2 separate regions of the Gossypium hirsutum genome follow, and region 1 is linked to region 2. Evidence: chromatin contacts called from public Hi-C data. All regions are on one chromosome and are shown on one strand. Each heading gives the region's core, a stretch centred on a gene start, on an enhancer-like site or on the middle of the called end of the contact. The rest is flanking DNA. Distances are from core to core; before and after follow the strand shown.

Evidence for each region. A called contact is a pair of places that touch in the nucleus more often than the background predicts.
Region 1: a Hi-C map of leaf shows a contact between it and region 2, with 1.9 times the contacts expected there. The contact joins the promoter of LOC107900597 here to the enhancer-like site in region 2. A contact is called at or near these places in 4 of 34 Hi-C or Micro-C datasets (callus and leaf).

The regions. Positions count from the first base shown.
Region 1 is chrD06:54,709,184-54,711,883 of Gossypium_hirsutum_v2.1, reverse strand. LOC107900597 (peroxisomal (S)-2-hydroxy-acid oxidase GLO4) reads right to left here and starts at 1,413. Exons shown (of 12, transcript XM_016826259.2): 1 at 1,148-1,413; 2 at 490-643; 3 at 285-409; 4 at 156-202; 5 at 2-79. The coding sequence starts at 632.
Region 2 is chrD06:54,555,278-54,557,977 of Gossypium_hirsutum_v2.1, reverse strand. No RefSeq gene overlaps it. Among protein-coding and RNA genes, the nearest start is that of LOC121218365, 5.5 kb to the right of the region's middle. Within about 2 kb of position 1,312, at least 6 of the 9 cell types and tissues checked have an H3K27ac peak or open chromatin away from gene starts, as enhancers often do. A contact at or near this core is called in leaf, where this site is marked.

The DNA of each region.
Region 1 (2,700 bases), core at 164-2,663, 150 kb before region 2:
CATAACACTGGAAGAACCGAACAGCATTGCAGCTTGAAGCGACCTCCTCAATAGTACAGGTAGACCTGTAGGATAAAATCTGCATTCATAACACAATTCAGTACTCACATTTAGGCAAGCCAATGAACCTAAAACTAGCTATATTATTTTTGTACCATTATTGTATCACATGCAGCAGCTGCTCTGGCTGTGGCAACCTCACCTGTTGAAACACACAACGAAAATAGTAAAATTGGTACTTGAAATAGTAAAAGAAGTAAAGGACAGCCTAAGAAGATTCAAACCTTCAGGGTGTGCCCACTTATGCTTAGCACTTGGAGCAATCAAAATGGGCGCTGAGATTTTGTAGCCGAGAACAGTTGTTGACAAATCGATTCTGCTGATATCAACAAGTATTCTTGGCCGGATCCTGAGAATGGAAGTAAAGAAATGGGTAGAATTTTCACCTTGCTACCTACATTACTTTCATTACCACGTTTAACAGCTTACGTAATTCCTTGAAATGCTTCCACATTTTGTTTTAGTGTGTACTCATCCTCAGCTCCACCACTATAATAGTCATAGTATATTTTGGGAAGGGCTTGCCTAGCCAATTCTTGGAACTCATTAACATTAACTGGTTCACCTTCCATGTATTCTGGAACTAAAGATGCAAATACAGCAAAAAGAAAAGGTATTATCAATGCTCCAGATCCTTTACATTTCTATATTTTATTTTATGTCAAAATTAAATCTCTTTTGAAGAACAATCTAAAATGATATTGCTCCTATGCAGAGAATCTTAAAAGATTCACATTTTATCATGAAAGGACCTTGATTTGAGATATATATATATACTTACCAGGACATAGACTAGACTAGTTTGAGAAAAGCTAAGGTTCATAAGCAGCTAAGCAGGTTTTATTCAGAATATAGTTCATAATAGGAAAATTAGGCACAAACAAAATTTAATAAAAAAATTACAGTAACAAACAAAGTTCATGGAGAATAAAGTTGAACACTAACATTTAATTTTTCCCAGAAACCAAGTCGATAGCTTATGCTAAAGGCCTATAACTCGCTCTAGGAATGTCATCATAAATGATTAAAGATTAAAAGGAAACTGAAATTTGATCCAACTGAAGTTCTCACTATGTTTACAACATACCTTTGAAGATTGAACTATATCAACTTGACCCTGCAAAATCACAGTGATACGAAAATTGCAATTTAAATCCATGCAACAGCACGTATATGTAGACAAATGAATATGATTAATGAGTTCCCTTTCTGCTCTCACGGTTTGTCGTTGTTGGTGGTGGGGTTTTTCTTTAAATACATATTTAATATTGACAGGCTCTACTACCTTTTTGCAGAGGATAGAGATCTTATGGTCACGAATCCAGTTACAAGAACCAAGAAAAATAGGGAGTGGGCAGAATTAAACTGAAAATTTTGGAGTGGGGCCGAAACAAATGTTTCTTACCATTTATTGACTAAAATTTATCAAAAATTAAAGGCCTGCCAACCCCTTTGATGCTGACCTTGGACAGCTTTCATTACTTGAATCAGCTTTCCTCACCAATTGGTGATTACTGAGAGTAAAAACAATCAGCTTTCATTAAGGAAGTACCTGGTAGGAGGAACATCTCTCGTTTAAAATAGCAGATGCAATAAATAATCAGCTAAAATAAGTTTGTGCGAACTCGAGATAAATACTTACAGATTTAGAGAGAACTCGTGTTGCATGTAACTTAAAAAATTCATGGGTGACAACTGGGCGACACCAAATCATGACCAACCCATAGAAAAGTTATTATTACAAGGTCCTTGTTATGTATTTTTTTTACATACCTATTAAAAGTAAGAATATTCTAGGAGAAAAAGAAAAAAGAAAAAATAATATTTGAATGGGTGCAATCGTTCTCTTTAGCGGCACTAGATATATCTTTAAAAAAAAAAGCATTTCAATTGGAAAATGTGTCAGAAAAAATTCTATATATTTTTTTGTTGTCATCGATCTCATTGGCGGCACCCGTGTCCAAATTTTTTTTATATTTTGGTGCCATCAAGCTGTGTGGTAGCTAAAAAGATTATATATGTCCATACCCGATGGAAGATCAATATATGTTGAAGTAGTTGGTTTTTTTTAAGAAAAGGGAGAAGTTTTTGTGATCAGTCGTAGGGGAGAGAACATGAAAAAAAAATTAAGTGTTGAAAAAAGGGGAGAAAATAAATTTTTTTTTGTTTTTGATTTTGTGTTTGTGTTTTAGTTAGAAATTTTGATAGCTTGAAGGTATGTTTTATTTAACGGTGATTCGGTAGAGCTCAGACACTGATGTATTTCATTTTTCATTTGGGGAGTGCATATCACCTTCAGATTTTATTTCCTAATTGATAATTATGCGTTCACGATTTCAAGTAACAATAGTGCTCTCAGTTGACAATGGTTATATAGTCATAGGTTCTAATTGGTTATGTTGTCAAGGGAACCCTTTAGGGGAAGAGGTGCCAATTACGATGGGCACAAGTTGATGGTTGTCATGGTGCGACAACGATTCTAGTTATTAAGGTGGTGCATTAGATGAAGGTCGATCGAACCTTTTCTCACTAAAAGCATCCTTGGGTCACGAAATTGTTGATGGACTCAAATAAAGCAAGGTTGAATATCATGGGATTTTCGATGGACCTGATTCAAACTGGAAAAAAAAAGACAAATAA
Region 2 (2,700 bases), core at 63-2,562:
CCAATTGGACTTGATAGACAACACATTAGCCTTTCAATCGGTACGCTTATTTCCTATTAGATTAATGACATCTTTAGGTTTATCTACTACAAGTATCTACTGCAAGTTATATTTTCATATTACGATCCAACCACATAATACCGCTTAGTATTAGTTAAATGTTAAATAATCAATGAATTTTTAAACCAATTTGTTGAAAAAATACAAATGTACAAAACGAATATGTGCATAGGGCACATGAATGCATATCTCCAACCACACTAAAAAGCATGCAAGTGCAAAGCCAAAAGGCAACAAAAAATACACGTAAGTGCAAAACCTTCAAACACATAAGAGTACACTGAAATTCAAATCCCAAAGGCATCAGATCACATTCCCAAACATACTATATAATCTAAACAAAGCATGCATCTAAATACCTATTGAGATGCCATTATATCCTAACTAATTCACTAAGCACATTACGGTAAGAATCATATGCAGAAATCATTTGAACATATAGTTACTCAATCACACATACCATTCATATTAGGGTTACATTCAAGTGTTCCATGTCACATATACAAATGATAGATTTGTCTACTTGAATAACAGTCACTAAATTATTAATTGTGTAATAAGGAACGTATAAAGATGTAGACACCTAATCATTGTTAAATATTTTTTTTCTTGTCTTATTAAACAACAAGGACAATTATATGACTGAATTTTCAAAACGGCTCGGTGAAAAGGAAACAGAACTTGAAGGATCTTAAGATTAAATTGTTATCAATTTAATTATAAAATTAGAATTAAGGAGCTTAGTTTTTCAAAGATTTAAAATGGAATTAAGTTAGATTTAATTAAATTTGATTTCAGTTATATTGAAATTAATTTTTAATTATTTCTAATTTGATTTATTCTAATGGAGTGGATATTGGAGATGGTTTTTTAAATAAATAATAATTAAAATTTTGTTTAAAATAATAAAAGAAAGACAATTTAAAATAAAATTATTTTGGGGCTTCCCAAATTAAATGTTAAAAGACTAAAGACCTTTTTTAACAATTTGTAAGGCCCAAAATCAGTGTTTGGAATTTAACCTAGACCGAATTTCAATTGCCGCCCAATATTTTAAAAAAGTCAAAAACTTGTGCGACCCAATTTATCTTTGCTTAAATTTTGAGTCCGTTTTTAATTTTACATCCAAGGTTTATTTATTTATTTATTTTTGTCAGTCCAATTGTTTTTAAGCCCAAGCCGATAGCATATTCATCTTTCAGTCGGCAACTAGGGTTTATGAACGGTAGCCGCTGCCACCACCACAGAGAGCCACCAGTGTGAACACATGCCCACGAGCCATTCCCATTTTTCAAACAGAAGACACCAAAAAAGAATAACAGATTGATAAATTCGTTCACATGCAAAATGGATCATAAAAGCTTGATTAATCAACAATAGCAGAAATGATCAAAGATAGAACAATATTAAAAAATCAGTATAAAATAGGACCATCAAAAGAGAAAAAAGGAAGTCAGTGAATAGGTTAAGGAAAAAAGATACAAAAATGCCAAAAGTCGTTAGTTAGCGGAAAAATAAAAAGAGAATCAGGGAAGAATAGAGAAGAAAATCGAAGGTGAGGTCCGCCTTGGCTGTTCTGGGCATGCATGCATGAGAAGAGCTTGAAGGCTCCTCTCCGATCATTCTAGTGGCTTTTTCTATTCTCCGTTCTTTTCCCTGTTCTGTTCTTTTCATTTGAAAAATTAGATTTAGAGTTAAAACATAAAAAAATAAAAAGATTTTTCAAACCGTTTCTATCAAATCTGAATTTAAATTTCTTTAGATTTTCTGACATTTAGAATTTATGTTAAAATTTTTCATTTTGTTATAATTAGATTTCCTTAGATCTTTAGCAATTAGAATTTAAATTTAAATTTTAAGTGTTAATTAGACTTCTTTTAGATTTTTTATGATTAATTAGACTTCCTTTATATTAAATTATATTAAAATATTTCTTTTAGTTTTACATTAAATTATATTCAAATATTTCAAATATTTTATTTTTATATTTTAAGTCCAAGTTTTAAAGGGCTAATCTGGAAAATAATTTTTTTTTTGTTATTCAATGTTGCAGGGAAGATACCAATGAATAGTTATTACGGGGAGATAAGTAATAGGGAAGTAATGATTATTCCATTGAAGGAGTATTACGTTCAACCAAGCAAATGAATAGTTTATCATTCAATGAATAAGGGGGAATGTTATTCCATTCCCCCAACCAAACATGGTGCAAGTGTTTATAGATTTAGATTTTAAGTCTGAGTAGGTTACATTTAGTTGTTGATTTTAGTTTAATTAATTTTTTTAGATTTGTTTGGAGTTTAGTTAAAAGTTTGTGGATTAGAAACCCTAATTTTTGAATATTATAGGATTATCTTTAGATAGACATTGCAGGGGTGCTATAACTTTCTTTGTAAGTAACTGTACTCCTAAATGTAGATTTTTGTATGAGACGGAGTCTTAGTTTTTAAGAATTTTCTTTAAGATTAGTCTTAAAACTTTAGACGATAAGTGGCTAATCAACCTAACTCAAATTAGTTAGTAGCGACTTTACTTTTTAAGTTTTTGTGCCTAGCTTGCTAGATCCCGAATCTAGCATATTATGATAGTTTGGCGTCTCCACTGAGGATTAGTTTCAAGAGTCAACCTACTTAGGGTTTG